Linked DNA regions of Mus musculus: region 1 is linked to region 2. A link is a contact called in public Hi-C data. All regions are on one chromosome and are shown on one strand. Each heading gives the region's core, a stretch centred on a gene start, on an enhancer-like site or on the middle of the called end of the contact. The rest is flanking DNA. Distances are from core to core; before and after follow the strand shown.

Region 1 (3,371 bases), core at 203-2,702, 310 kb after region 2:
AAAGCTGCCGACTCTTCGTGGTCCTGGGAAGCAGAGCACAGGTGAGCAGTTACCATCCACTCAAGAAGCAAGGGAGAGTTTGGAAAAAAATACAAACCAAAATAGTAGGAGGTGAGTTCACAATTATTGTTCTTTGTGTCATATGCCTTAATAGTCTCATGTGGTTAGAACACTTACTGATCATCTGATTAATGACATCGATTCTGAATAATGAATAAAAACAACACAGAAACCGATTCTAATGGAAACCTGCAGGAGACATCACAAGCCAAATGGATGACAGCTTAGATAGAATTTATCAATATTAGTGATAAAGCATTTTACCTTTCCAGAATGCTCTAGATAATTTAAAATTTTATTACCATTATATTATTTTAAATTTATGTGTTAATTAATTAATGTATGTGTGCTCTGTCTGCAAGCTCACCTGCATTCCAGAAGAGGACATCAAGCCGGGCAGTGGTGGCGCACGCCTTTAATCCCAGCACTTGGGAGACAGAGGCAGGCAGATTTCTAAATTCAAGGCCAGCCTGGTCTACAGAGTGAGTTCCAGGACAGCCAAGGCTACACAGAGAAACCCTGTCTTGAAAAAAACAAAAAACAAAAAAACCAAAAACACCAAAAAACAGAAGAGGACGACATCAGATCCCTTTATATATAGTCATGAGTCACCATGTAGTTGCTGGGAATTGAACTCAGGACCTCCTGAAGAACAGCCTGTGTTCTTAACTGCTGAGCCATCTCACCAGCCTTGTTATTATTTTAGAGATTGGTTTTACTATGTAGCCCTGGCTGGCCTGAGGCTCACTTTGTAGACCAGACTAGCATCAGACTCCTGCCTCTGTCTCCCAAGTGCTAGGATTAAAGGTGTGTGCCACAATGCTGGACTACATTTATTATATTTTTTTAAATATTCATTTTTATGAGTATGGATGTTTTGCCTGCATGGATGTGTGTCTGTATACCATATATGTGCATACCCATGGGATCCCTAGAACTCTAGTTAAAGATGGTCTTTTAGCCACTATGTTGTTTCTGAGAACTGAACCTAGGTGCTCTGCAAGTATTCTTAACCACTGAGCTATCTCTTGCTCTTTTGCATTTCAGTGTGTGTGCCACCACACTCCCTCCCAAAGAAATAAAAATGTGGCATATGCATATGATCCTAGCATTTTGGAGGGAGATACAGTTTAAGGTCAGCATCGTCTATATAGTGAGTTCCAGGCCAGGCATGCTACAGAGATGCTCTGTCTCAAAACAAACAAACAAACAAAAACAAAAAACAAAAAAGAGGGCTGGAGAGATGGCTCAATGGCTGCTCTCACGCAGTTCAGTTCCCAGCAGCAACCATATGGCAGCTCAGAACCATATGTAACCAGTTCCAAAGGATCCAATGCCCTCTTCTACCTTCCACAGGCCCTGGGCACAGATAAATGTGCTGGCGAATCATGCAGAAGGAAGTTATAATGACTCATGCCTATAATCTCAGCACTAGGAGGTAGAGGCTGACCGGGGCTACATAGATTTCTTTAAAAAACTGCATAAATACATAAATTTCACTTCACAGGCTATGCTATTTTTTTTAAAACTTCTGTAAATCTATTCTGAAATTTTGAAATTTTTCTCATTGTTGAGCTTTATGTTGTTTTTTTTTCTTTTTTTTTTTTTTTAATTCTGTTGAAAGCAAGGTCATTGTGACTTTAAAAAGTTCAGTCTAGGCATGATGGTACCTGCCTTTGATCCCAGCACTTGGGAGACAGAGGCAGGTGAAATTCTGAGTTTGAAGACAGCCTGGACTACAGAGTGAGTTCCAAGATAGCCAGGGCTACACAGAAAAACCCTGTCTCAAAAAACAACAGAAAAAAATTTTTAAAAAAAGATCCAGTTTTTTTTTCTATATTTTTGGTTAAGTATTCAGGATAGTTTCCCAGGAGCAGAATTCTTTACAGGCTTTGAACATTTTACAGATCTTTCATAGTTGTTGCCAAAAAGCTCTTGGAAGCATCTGGTCAGATCTGATCTCTCATTTCTGGTCCAGCTGGGTGGTAGTGCATTCTGAGCAACAAGGATTTCATAGCTGGGCCACGGATCACAAACTTTTGAAGAGTTGTTGTTGTTATTATTATTATTTATTGTTTCTAGTATTGTTGCTAGTATTTGAAACAGGGGTTCACTTTATAGTCCTGCCTGGCCTGGAACTCACCAAGATCTGCCAACTCTGCCTGCAGAAGACTGAGATTAAAGGCATGTACCCCATGCCCATCCCTGAAGGACTACTTTAATACATGACAAAATGGGTAAAATCATGGGGTATTTAGAGGAAGAGAGACTGCTCTGATTTGCAGGTGAAGAAGCTTGGTTCAGAGAGACTGACATTCACTAACACAAGACAGATGTCCTACTAAGCAAGCAGGATCCTGAAACCAGAAAAACTTTGTTCTTCAGGGTACTTGTTGTGCCTTAAGATCCTTGCATCCGGTGTCAGTTTGGTGCCAGAGAATTTTGATAGAAAGGCCCAAGCAGAACCTTTAATGTGTGTGATTTGTCTTATTGGGGGCAGGGTAGACTTGGCAACAGCCAAGAACAGACACTGTCAGTTTCTTCTACTTCTGAAGATCTCCCAGGAACACTGTTAGAAGTTGGATATTAACAACAACATTATAGAGAGATTTTTACTCACCCTTTTTATTTCTCAGCCAGGAAAGGTGTAGGGAATCAGGGATCCAAGTGAAGAGTTACTCAGCTAACTCGTGCACCCTTATCTGACTCAGGACACTCATGAAGACCTGAGTCATCCAGTCCTCAAAGGGCTGGCAGGTGGAGGGCCTTAGTCTGGTGATGTGGTGCTCTCTGGTGGTAAGTCTGAGTCAGTGCGTCAACTAGGAGTAGGGAAGGAGGGCTATGGGTTTTGAATTCTGTTAGGAACATGAACAAATAGATGTTATTTGTATCTATGTCACTTCTACCCTGAATGATACAACTTTGGATCAGTATGGCGTCTGTGTCTTCTGAAATCTATGCTACTAAGTCAAGAAATAATGAGGATAATGGAGAGGCACACTTGAAATGGAGATGTAAGTATGAAGTCATGGGTTTATTATTTAAGGTAATATTTATTTATTGTTTTTTTTTTTTTGAGACAGGATCTCACTATGTTGCTCAGCTGGCCTTAGCCTCATGATCCCTGAGTATTATGGGTATAGGCATGCAGGCTCAGCTGATGAGTGAAAACTCTAATTCTTGATTATCATCAGTTTTGTTTGTTTTATGGTTCTGGGTGTGAACCTAGGGCGTGCCTTTTAAATCTAGCACAGGCTTCACTGACTAGGATCATAACACTGTTTCATACACACGAACCCTTTTCTTCTACA
Region 2 (3,700 bases), core at 988-3,487:
TCAGATCTTGTTATGGATGGTTGTGAGCCACCATATGGTTGCTGGGATTTGAACTCCGGACCTTAGGAAGAGCAGTCAGGTGCTCTTACTTGCTGAGCCATCTCACCAGCCCTTGCTTTTTTTTCATATGTATGTATATGTGTGTGCTAGTAAGTTCCCAAGGAGGCCAACAGCATTAGCTCTCACTAGGGCTGGAGTTACCTGTAGGCTGATGTGCCTGCTGTAGGTGCTGGGAACTGAATTTAGTTCTCTAGTTGTAGTACTCACTCTTAACTGGAGTCATTTCGTCAGCATTCCTTTGCTCTGATGGAAGAATTCCTTGGCTTAACTGTTTAGCATCCCCTAAAACAACCTGCTTCATCTCTGCAGATGAGCCTCAGTTATAATTTTTAACATTTCTTCTAAGATATCAAATAAAATATCTGGTTATTTTAGCAATACAAGTTATTTAAAACAATCTTAAGTCATTGTTCTTCCTCTATCTTTTATAGGTTAGCAAAAAAGAACAACTTTCAAAAATATTTTGATTTCCCCCAGTATTACTTTCCACTTCATTTGAATTTCAGTCATTGATGAATTATTGTTTATAACACACAGAGAGATGCTAGCATATACTTCTGGCTGTCCTGGTCAGTGTAATAGTCTGACCAGGGTAATAGTCCTTGAGACACACTTGCATAGTGGGCTACAGGTACTAACTAATAAAACAAACTGTAGATTTTTTTTTTTTTTTTTTTTGGAGATAGGGTTTCTCTGTATAGTACTGGCTGTCCTGGAACTCACTCTGTAGTCCAGGCTAGCCTCGAACTCAGAAATCCACCTGCCTCTGCCTCCCAAGTGCATGCGCCACCACCGCCAGGCAAACTGTAGCTTTTTTAAGGTATGCTGTGTATGTGTGGTAGGAGGGGAGAGGTGGGAAGAACCACTTAAGAAGTAGAGATTAGATATTGAAGACACTGGTAAATAGCCTTTGATAATATTGTGTGATAAGTGTTCTGATAGAGGAACTAAAAGTATATCATCAAAAAAGTTGATATTTAGTAAGTTCTTGCTATGTTATTCTCAAAATTATTCTTTATAGTCATTAACTTCTTTTATTTCTGATTTTACAAACAAGTGATTTAAGACTTAGAAATAGAACACACATGATATGCACTCACTGATAAGTGGATAGTCCAGAAGCTCAGAATACCCAAGATACAATTTGCAAAACACATGAAACTCAAGAAGAAGGGGGAACAATACCCAATGGAAGGAGTTAAAGAGACAAAGTGTGAAGCAGAGACTGAAGGAATGACCATCCAGAGACTGCCCCACCTGGGGATCCATCCCATAAACAACCACCAAACCCAGACACTATTGCGGATGCCAAGAAGAGCTTGCTGACAGGAGCCTGATAAAGCTGTCTTCTGAGAAGCTCTGACAGTACCTGACAAATAGAGAAGTGGAGGCTCACAGCCATCTATTGGACAGAGCACAGGGTCCCCAGTGAAGGAGCTAGAGAAAGGACCCAAGGAACTGAAGGGGCTTGCAGCCCCATAGGAACAACAATATGAACTAACCAGTACCCCCAGAGCTCCCTGGGACTAAACCATCTCTCAAAGAAAACACATGGTGGGAGTCATGGCTCTAGTTGCATATGTAGCAGAGGATGGCCTAGTCAGTTATCAGTGGGAGGAGAGGCCCTTGGTCCTGTGAAGGTTCTATGCCCCAGTATAGGGGAATGCCAGGACCAGGAAGTGGGAGTGGGTGGGTTGGTGAGCAGGGGGAGGGGGCAGAGGGGAGTCGGATAGGGGATTTTTGGAGGGGAAACTAGGAAAGAGGATAACAATTGAAATGTAAATAAAGAAAATAATTTAAAAAAACAAAAAAATTTTTAAAAAGACTTAGAAATATAACTTACCTCACTGAAAGTCACAGAAATGGTCCTTGTAAGGGTTAGAATTTGAACCTAGAGTCAGTGCTTAGAATTTCCATCTCTGTATGCTTGAGTTGTAATGTACCCTTGGAAGTTTCACTTGAAGGCATGAGTAGACAGTCAGGTGATGAGCCAGTACGTCTGAGGCCAGAGTAGAAGTAGCAGTCAGATTGTGAGGAGTGGGCTTATCTTAAATCCATGTGTCTTAAGACCAAAAGTCAAGTTAAAAGGGGCGTGGGGAAAAAGTTCTTACTGTGTCAAATGGAGGAAGTGTTCTGTCATGTCGCTGTGGTTTCTCTTCCTCCTTGAGGAAGAGGCTGTCTGAAGAAACTTTAAGGCCTCATTTCTCTGCTTTAATAGCTGGGAGTTCGGAACTACAAAGATCACGGGGGATTTTTGTTCTGTTTTTGTTGTTTTTAGGTTTGGGTTTTTGATACAGTCTGGTTATCACATTAGAATTCAGTCCTGTCAGACCTCCCAGTGCTGGAGTTGTAGGTATGTGTCAGCACGCCCGGCTCCCAAGTATCAGTGCAATGTAATTGCTTTGTTGTGTTTTGGGTTTTGTTTTTTGTTTTTTTGTTTTTGTTTGTTTTTTTTAGACATAATGGTCATAAACAGACCCATTCCTTTCTAACTGGAACTAATTGGGACAACCTTCTATTTGTCTTCTTTTTAACGATTTTATACTGGCAGCCTAATTTAACAACAACAAAAACAACACACACGCCATTGATAAGCTGTACAATTCTGTAAACTGAAGACTGAATACCCAATTCAGAGAAAAGTCTTGTCACAGCTATTAAAAACATTGCTCCAGATTAGCTAGCAGATGAGTTATACAACCTGTGATGGCTTACTAGTGCTGATCACCTTTAGGGTAATCAAGACGAGCTATTCAAAAATAAATAAAATTAATGTAATGAAAGTAGCACTCTTGTTTAGAAGTCTTAAGTGAGACATGCCTAAGTGTGATAGGGTATTTTCAGAGTTAGAAAACTTAGCTGTTCAATGTGGGTATGCCTCTGTATTTCTTTGTTACTATGTAGCCCAGGCTAGCCTTGGACTTGAACTTCTGATCTTCCTGACTGTACTTCCAAAGAACAGGGATTCTAGGCTTGAGCTGTATGCTTATTTTTCATGTGTTAACAGTGGAACCCAGGAGTTCAGCAGAGCAGCTACATCCTGGCAGCTGCCTTTCACTCCCCATTTTGAGACATATTTTCACTGTGAATAGCCCAGGATGGCTGTGAACTCATAGCAGTTCTCCCTCCTGAGCCTCTCGATGCTGGGATTGCAGATGCGAACCTCTTCATTTGGCTGATAGTTGCCTGCCTGCCTGCCTGCTCTCCACTCTCACTCTCTCTCTCTCTCTTTCTTTTCTGTGTCATATCAGTGAACTAGAAGTCTCAGTGAATTGGCTAGCTTTTTTGAAAATGACAAGATAGTTGCTTCTGTTGCAAACTTGGTAAGAACTCTGAATCACATCCTGAGGATTCATGGGCAAGGTTTGTTAATTTTCTATGTCTTTAGCAACAAGGAAACCTTTCTCAGGGCCAGCAACAACTTCCTAGCTTGATCTTGTATCATTTGTTGATGGACAAGGAAAAAGGGCAAAGTCCATTAATTTGGTCCCACTCCATGAGTGCACAGTCTTTCAGGGAAGGCAAGATTTTTAGACAATGTTAAGAGTCCTTTAGAACAGTGGTTCTCAATTATGGGTTGTAACCGCCACAGGATTGCATATCAGATATTTACATTACAATTCATAACAGCAAAATTATA

The links. Hi-C and Micro-C count contacts between places; a contact is called where the count stands out from the background.
Region 1: a contact with region 2 is called in a Hi-C map of bone marrow-derived macrophages, with 22 read pairs. The contact joins two enhancer-like sites. A contact is called at or near these places in 3 of 15 datasets of contacts at CTCF or cohesin (the NIH/3T3 cell line and embryonic stem cells), 159 of 484 Hi-C or Micro-C datasets (the 3T3-L1 cell line, the AML12 cell line, the AtT-20 cell line and 95 more), 14 of 115 datasets of contacts at active chromatin or transcription factors (CD8 T cells, the HPC-7 cell line, astrocytes and 10 more) and 1 of 9 other capture datasets (adipose tissue).

Annotation. Positions count from the first base shown.
Region 1 is chr11:87,516,664-87,520,034 of GRCm38.p6, forward strand. It overlaps Tex14 (testis expressed gene 14), which reads left to right. Exons shown (of 31, transcript NM_031386.2): 15 at 5-111; 16 at 2,992-3,074. Among named protein-coding and RNA genes, the nearest start is that of Rnu3b2, 47 kb to the left of the region's middle. Within about 2 kb of position 1,453, at least 29 of the 459 cell types and tissues checked have an H3K27ac peak or open chromatin away from gene starts, as enhancers often do. A contact at or near this core is called in bone marrow-derived macrophages, where this site is marked.
Region 2 is chr11:87,210,289-87,213,988 of GRCm38.p6, forward strand. All of the region lies in intron 22 of Trim37 (tripartite motif-containing 37), which reads left to right. Among named protein-coding and RNA genes, the nearest start is that of Trim37, 85 kb to the left of the region's middle. Within about 2 kb of position 2,238, at least 24 of the 459 cell types and tissues checked have an H3K27ac peak or open chromatin away from gene starts, as enhancers often do. A contact at or near this core is called in bone marrow-derived macrophages, where this site is marked.